Linked DNA regions of Drosophila melanogaster: regions 1 and 2 are each linked to region 3. The links are chromatin contacts, called in public Hi-C and targeted proximity ligation maps. All regions are on one chromosome and are shown on one strand. The core of a region is the stretch at or near the end of the contact, and the rest is flanking DNA. Distances in the headings are between cores, read along the strand shown. Region 1 overlaps Mob2 (Mob2,). Region 2 holds the start of chrb (charybde). Region 3 holds the start of lncRNA:CR45404 (long non-coding RNA:CR45404).

Region 1 (2,700 bases), core at 122-2,621, 250 kb after region 3:
ACTAAGAATCAACAAGTCTTTTCATATTTGCCTCCATATTGTTTATATTTATGCAAAGAGCTCGAAAAAAGTGCGTGGCCGTGCTCATGGGCATAACCGAGTTTAATAAACATTTATCAGTCGACCGGAGAGACGGTGGCAAATGCGTCTCTTTAGGCATTTAAACAAATAAACTTAGTTCTGATTATAATTATGCCACCCACCCAACGCCGCCCGTTGTGCCCGCACGATATCGGCGAAGCGTGCTGATAAAACTCGAAATCCAAACACATATGTAGGTACGTACGTACATATATAATATGTATGTACACATTCATTGAAGTATATAGTCATCGTGTGTACATTTGAATATCAGACAAATGTGCGCTTTTGTTCCCCATTATTTGCTGGGAGGCGGCGAGGCGTGGCGCACAGGTAACCACCAGACAAGCGACTTTCCCGTTCAGTTATTTTTTTTTTTTTTTTCATTCAGATAATGCAAATCCACCCGCCCGCATTTAAGTGGCAGTTGGAGTGGCATACGGTGGGATTGGGGCATTAGCATTAGCATTAGCGGTGGCACTCTAACTAATAGTTATTCCATCAAGTGCCAAATAATGCCAAGGACCTCCACATCGCACATCGATCTGTGTGACGCCGCCACCAACACCACCTTCGCTCTTGTCGCACAAAATTTGCGTGTCAGGTCAGAGGCGACGAAAGGTCGACGTGAATGGATTGTGCGCTCCGGTTCCAATTTAAATGGCCGGATGCAGTCTGGCACACTAGATGGCACACTAAGATTGGGCGGAACTCAAGGCGCGTCGTACCCTGTAATCAAGGACACAGAGCACTGGTTTCGAGTGCAAATCAAATCCTTGACTCACGCCAACTCATTTGCAAACTAAATGGACTTTCTTTGGATAATATTGGAAAATAGTTCTTTAAATTTGTTACATTTGTTGATTACATTTTATAACATTTTTAGAAGTTGTTGAAATGAAGAAGAAGTAGAAGTATTTTGATAAAGAAAGTGGGAATTTCTAGGACTCTATATATATATATATAAAAGAACTAACTTAAACGTGAAGATTTGTACATTTGTACATCCGTGTATTATAAAATCCAGTTTAATCCTACTTTATTCGATTTGTAAACTTTCCCTTTCCAGTTCTCAACCTGAGTTTAGGTACCTTCGTCCGTCAGTCGCCTTGACACATTTTTTTCAAGATGGTGAACTGTAAAACACGTTCTCACTTGGAAAAGCTCTTAGTCGATTACCGATTCGTGCGACAACTTTATTGCACCTCCGATCGAATGGGAACTACTGGCAAACAAACCATTAACCCACACACTCAATTTACACACTGGGGCCAATCGAAGTGACGTGTTGTGTGGCGCGATAAGTCGACTTCTTTCGGTTTCTTGCAATTTCACAAGAAGTTCCTCGGAAACGTCACATACAAGTCGTATTAAATGTGTGTTTTATGGGGTTTCCCGTATAATATCTTCTATTTTTCTTTTATCACATAAACACCTCGCTTCTATATCGCAGAATAGGCCGCAAATATATTCGCACGTTTGGATTTTATATCGCATTTCGTGTGCCATCGCTACGAGTCGAGCGAAAACCTAAAACTAAAAGCCACAAAAAATCGAAATGGATGGATGGTATGGCCAAAATGGGTGCATAAAAAATTGGTGATAAATAAAATTGAAATTCCAACTCATCATTTTCGTATTGGCACGAAAGAGTGCCCAAAATGTGGGTGGGTTTAGCTGTGGCTTTGACCTTGTGTCGTAGATAAAGCGAATATAGTTTGAAACATTCAGAACTGGCCAAAAAAAACAATTAGCCAAAGGAGAAGAGAAGGCGACCAGAGCCAAGGGAATTCAATACATGGTCGAGAACCTGACCTAATGTTATATTTCTTATTGTTTCGATTCGAAGCATATGGCCCCAAAACACACCCAACACCCCAGGGAGGTGGCAAAGCGAAGGGACTAGGAATTGGGCCATATGAGAACCACCTCCCAACCCCTCCCCCATTAGAGTGGCCCTGAACACACATGTCCATTTAGCCCCCACCAACTCCATCATTTTAGATAAGCTCACGGGCTTTCCCGACATCGCTCTCGTGTGCCATTTACCCCGAAAAATATTGCGATAGGCCTCGCTCGCCATATGCTACGCACAAAACCAATCATCGTGATATTGATCTATCAATTAAAAGCCTTTTGCTGTTGCCCCATCGCACCCCAGATACTAATTGTAAATAGGTAGGTGAAGTGAGGTGCTGCTTTTTATACACATACATATGCATAATGCATATCATAGTTAAAAATCGCTAGTCACTCGAAAATTGTACACAAAAAAGCAGTCGAGTTTTAGTTGGTTATCTCTGCATTTACTTAGCTAAGCATACATTTTTAGTTAGCTTAGCAAAAGCGTGAGTTTGATTTACAATCATTTTTAGTAGGAGCAGTTTTAAATTTTAAATAAATAAGATGAAATGATTATTTCAAAAGCAAATACATATATGCATGAGTATTTCCCTTTGATAAACTAGTAAATTAAATGTAAACATTAAAGTATTTCAGCATGACAGGATTTTTGCAAAATTTCTATCCGTATGACACACATATGGTAGGCATAACAAATTCTGTTTATTCTAACATTTCTATAACGAAATACATAGCTCTTTATGCTGATTATAATGA
Region 2 (2,700 bases), core at 22-2,521, 200 kb after region 3:
CGCGCCCTCCGCCAGGCAATTGTGTTGTGTAAACATTTTTTCAGCATTAACTGACATGTGTAAATCCCCCCAACTTCACACAGAAAAAAAGCAGCAGCAGCAACTAGACAAGGGGAAATGCGGATGCTTTCTCCAAAGCTGATCCAATGGAGAGCGGAGGAGCACCCACAACGAGCCAGTGACAAATAGGAAAAGGGGAGTGGGTGGAGTGGGTGGAGTGCGGATAAGGGGGATATGGCATAAGGGATAAGTAGGGGTGCGGATGGGGTGTCCAGAAAGGGGGCGGGTGGTGTCAGCCGGACTGTCCAACGCCAGCGGCGCCATTTTTTATTTCTATTAAGATGAATTGTTAAAACAGTGACAGGCCCTGTGTCCTGTGTCGGCGAAGCATTTTCATCCATTTTCTTGTTCTCCCCTCCATTCCGTTACCAACAGAACTGGAGGCGGTACAATGGGTCTTGTCATCCGGTAAAGGCCAAATATACGAGCATCAACATATGTACTTATGTATGTATCTACTATATACATACATATGTACATATATGAATACCATCAGTCTGTGCAGTCGGCATATTCCCCAAAACACCATAAATTTTGTTACGAGATTCAAATGAAAAAGAAAGGAACAAACTAAAATGCCAAATTACAGAAAACCGCCTCCAGGTTTTTTCTCTCGCAATTTGCGATTTTCTTTACAGAACGCTATGCTAATATTTAGATATTTGGGTTCTTAAGCAGAAACCCAATGTTTTTTTTTTTATAATTTCGATTTCATATTCGTTCTCTTGATATTCTACCTTTTTAATTCTAACAATAAAAAACACATTTAAGATTAAGAAAATTTCATTTTAGGTTAAAAGAATAACTGAAATTATATTTTTCCATAAAAAAAAAACATTTTTTGTTAAAAATAGCTTCAAGATAACATACAAGTTATTAAACAACAAACTTTATATTACGTGCAAATGATATCCATAGATAGAAGCAAAGAGAATTAACAATTGGGATTATAGACTTTACCAATTATTTTTGAAAACAATGCACTCAAAGAGACCGACAGTTTTGCTCAACTCTCAAAACTAAAACACTCAAGAGAGCGAGCCGCTCAACTGCTCTTAAGTGTCTTTAAGAACAGCTGATCACCGGTTGCAAAAGAGTGCCAAGTCGCTCAAGAGAGAGTTCACGGCCAAGGAAAAGGAAAATGAAAAGCTGCGACGCCGGCAGCGCAGCCGGCGTGGAAAATTGGTATAAAAGCAGCAGCACGCGAGCCGGCCGGATAGTAGCTTTGGAAAACTGTTTGGAAAACTGCTCCGCTCCGCTCAGCTCAGCTCTCCAGCGTGTCCCGTTATCGAAGTTGTTGCCGTTGCCGCAGTTCCAGTTTTTCATCGTCCTCCTCTTCTTCTTCTGATTCAGCTATTTCCAAGCTCTCTCGCTCGCACCAACACAGAGACAGAAACAGAAACAGCTGAGCGAGCGCTGAGTGAAAATTTTGTAGTACGCTTCACACGAACTTCTGAAAAAAACCGCAGTCGAAACGCGGCCGCCAAACATAGCACATCGGCACATAAGGGGCAGAACGAGAAGAATTAGAGCCAGAAAATCGGAAAACCAGAAAAGAATACTTCTACAAACGAAACGCAGCCATCAGCACTTGAAACTCCGCCATATGTAGGAAAGCAAAGCAAAGATAAATACGAAATTAAAATCTCTGTCCAAACAACAAGAACGTCATGAATTAAATCAAAACCATGTGCTGTGCTTAAATTTAAAAAGGAAACCAGACAGAGCGAGACAAAAAGGGGAAGCGAAAGCCCAGAGGAAGAAAATAGCGAGAGAGAGCTGAACGGGGCGGCAATTTGCGTTGATTTTTTAGAATGTATTGAATTGAAATGTTTAACTAGAATAACAAATTTAGTTGTTGATACTTTTCCAATTGTTTGTTAAAACGCTGTCGCTGGAAAATCGAACTCTCCACCACATACACACACACAACAAAGTAAACACACAATAAAACACCTAACCACACGCGAAGTAAAATCAAATTCTTGTGATTAAAGTGCATTTCTATACGTACGTTAAACTACAACTATTCACACCCACGCAATATATTAAACGCATCGAAAGTCGGTCGAGATCAAACGCCTATAGCCTATATAATCGCATTCGCATTCGGTGGCAGCAGCAGGCGGCAGACTTTCATTATAAATCCAACAATCGGCTGAAAACACACAAAATAGCAGTTGCAACGGCGGCTCTATGAAGATGGAAGTGCTCTCAGTACAAAATCACATTCAGGGAAAATTCGGTGTTAATAAAATTAAAGGTAAGTTCACATAGCAAAATAATCTAGATTTTTAAATAGAACAAGATTTGAAGAGAAAAGCAAACTTGAACTTTTCTGATATTTGTCTTTCTTCTGGTTTTAATAAGAAAATATAACAAAAATCGTGGTTTTACAACTTTTTGTGTGAGCTAAAAAAGTTCGTTTCTAATGTTGATTTACTAAAGTTTTCAAGCAACGAGTTCAATGTTTAGCTACTTTTAGCTACATGCTGAAAATTTACAGGAAAATTTCTGAAGAATATAAAATTATTGCAATATTATAAACAGTGTGCTGTTTAAGTGTTTATTAACAGAATCCACATAAAGAAAAGTACCCAAATTGTTTAAAGAAAAAATTCAGTTTGTGTTTGCCCAAAA
Region 3 (2,700 bases), core at 96-2,595:
GCAACAAATTAGCTCTTGGCCAGCTCTCTTGGCCATTCCAGGCTTCCGGGCCCTGGGTTATTTACGACCAGGAGATGCAATCCCCGAGCAGATCGAACAGCATTTATGCATTTTGCTTTGCCATAAATCATAATGGCAGTGCAAGTCCCCCACTTTACTACTTTTATGGAACTGTGCACAGTAGCAAAAGTAGTCGTTTTATGACACAAAAAAGTTAAGAACTCAGAACATGAAAAATAATCACTATATTTAAGTTATTTTCATAAGTTCTTGTACATATTATAATAGTAGTTTCTTTTGAGGATAAATAGTTAATAGATACATTTTCTATATTTTAGTAACCTTATTTAATGCCGGATAGACATTGGTTTACTTTGGTATCTTTTAAATACACAAATATTTTTGTAGTACTAGTATGATAAGTACTCTACATTTTTCTGTGTGTAATACGTAGTTAACTGTCTTACTTTCAGCTGGCGGCGAAGGCTTTTGCCTAATTGATTTACAACACTTTCCAACCTTACTCAATGTTGGAAGTGACAAATGCAGGGCTCTTGTCGCTGGCTTCTCTTATTATTATTATTATTGTTGTTATTACTATTATCTTTATCTGGCGACTTGCGGGAGATGTTCTTGGAGGTGGAATGGGTTGGGAAATGGGGTTGCCAGCCGGTTGGGGCTGGTCGGTTCGAAATGGCTATGGGGATGGGGTTTCGCTGGGGGACTTGCTCAATGCTCGATTGCGCGACAATCGCAATGGGACCATATATATGTGTTTCGCAGCTTATCATTCCCTGCATATACAGTACTAAATGTACATACATATATGTATGTACATATATGTTTGTTCAGTGTGTGCATATGCTGCTGATTCCCTGGGGTCGCATTGGAGCGTGAGCATTTTGCAAAAATAATTTATGGCAAACTGTTGATTGCTGACATGGGGCCCCCAGAGCAGCAGCGGCAGAAACAATAGCAACAACGAACGCAGGGTACAAAAAACTAAAACAGTATTATTAACAGATGTGTAGCAACGCAAGAAGATAGGCGCACAAGTGCTATAAAAAAAGAAAAACAATGATACACCAGCAAATTATCAGCAATATTAAAAGAAACAAGAGCAATGACAGCCACATCAGATAGCTAAATGGTATCAACAACTCTAGCAGCAGCAACATCAGCAACAGTAACATAAGCAACAAAAGCAACATCTGGAACAAGAGCAACATCAAGAGTAACAGCAACATGAGAAAAACAAGGCAACTAACACTAAAGAGCGAAAAGCAAGAAGATGGGGCATATGTACGATAAAGAAAAGAACAACAATAATACCGCAACATTTTATCAGCAATTTTAAAAGAAACAAGAGCAATGCCAGCAACATTAGTTAGACACGCAAATGTTATCAACAATTCCAGCAAAAGCAACATATGTAACAGCGGGAATATGAACAAGAGCAACATTAACAGCAACATGTGGAACCTAAGCAACATTTACAACAACATGTGGAACGAGAGCAACATTGACAGCTGGAACTGCAACATGACAGGAGTAACATTAAACAGGAACATCAAAAACAAAAGCAGTAGCAGCAACATTAGAAACAAAAGCAACATAGCAACATTAGAAACAAACGCAACAACACTGCCGACACAAGACAACACCAATGGCTTTGTAGACAACATTAACAAAGAACGAGCTGTTCAAACAAAGTAACAACAGCAACAAAAGAGGAAGAAAACCAACAATACTTGTAAATAACATTATGGCCCATACAGCAGCAACAATAGTTGCTACAATAACAGCAGCAACATTGTAGCTAAAGTCGTAGCCCTCTTTTGGCAGTGTCTAAACAATGAGAAAAATGTATCCAAAAACGATCAATTTGTTGAAAAATACCTATCTTCATATTGAGCAAACTTGTATAAATTATTTTAGTTTTTTTAATTTGTTAAAAAATACCTATCTTTATATTGAGCAAACTTGTATAAATTGTTTTAGTTTTTTCGATTAATTTTTCTACTAGTGCATCAATCAGTCCTATTATTGTTGGATACGCGACTAGAATTTATCATTAGTTTACGCGATGTACAAGCATACAAACTATGTATATATATACCTATATATATAGGATTATATGCCATATAGATTAACAATTGTAATCGCTGTTGTTGTAGCTGCTGTTGTTGATTTTGCCAAGCGAATCGAAACACAACGAGCAAAACAATAAGCTAACAGCAACTGTAGAGGCAACTCGGGTGTTGATGTGTTTTCGAAAACATTGCGTCATTTCCAGATGGCAAGCTTTAAGCCAATTGCCAGCACCCGCCCCCACCCCCCCTCACATCGCAGCGTCGAATGCCTATACCCAAACCCCCGCCCCCCACACAACCACGCCCCTGTGCAGTGAAAACACAGAGACCAAGTGGCAGACGATCGAGTTGGATTCGTAGAAAAACAGCGCCAATTCTACGAACTGAACTTGGGGATGTCGACGCCTATATCGGAAGGCAAATGGCACTGTGGACACATACATACGTACATACGTACGTACATACATGCGTACATACACACATACATACGTACGTACAGATGTACATAGTATTCGTGCCTGAACATGATTGATATTTGCCTGCCATGATTACTCGTAGTCACAGGCCGTCAAAAGTGGTGATAAAACGACAAACACAGTTTGAGATA

The links. A called contact is a pair of places that touch in the nucleus more often than the background predicts.
Region 1: a contact with region 3 is called in a Hi-C map of the Kc167 cell line, with 3 times the contacts expected there. A contact is called at or near these places in 2 of 107 Hi-C or Micro-C datasets (the Kc167 cell line and the S2 cell line) and 2 of 7 datasets of targeted methods (the Kc167 cell line and the S2 cell line).
Region 2: a targeted proximity ligation map of the Kc167 cell line shows a contact between it and region 3, with 4 times the contacts expected there. A contact is called at or near these places in 15 of 107 Hi-C or Micro-C datasets (the Clone 8 cell line, the D17-c3 cell line, the Kc167 cell line and 6 more) and 2 of 7 datasets of targeted methods (both in the Kc167 cell line).

The regions. Positions count from the first base shown.
Region 1 is chr3L:11,528,455-11,531,154 of dm6, forward strand. The region is part of intron 1 of Mob2 (Mob2,); the gene reads right to left. Among named protein-coding and RNA genes, the nearest start is that of Fuca, 7.1 kb to the left of the region's middle.
Region 2 is chr3L:11,486,279-11,488,978 of dm6, forward strand. chrb (charybde) reads left to right here and starts at 1,272. Exons shown (of 4, transcript NM_140213.5): 1 at 1,272-2,323. The coding sequence starts at 2,257.
Region 3 is chr3L:11,283,386-11,286,085 of dm6, forward strand. It overlaps lncRNA:CR45404 (long non-coding RNA:CR45404), which reads left to right and starts at 1,346. Exons shown (of 1, transcript NR_124881.1): 1 at 1,346-1,795.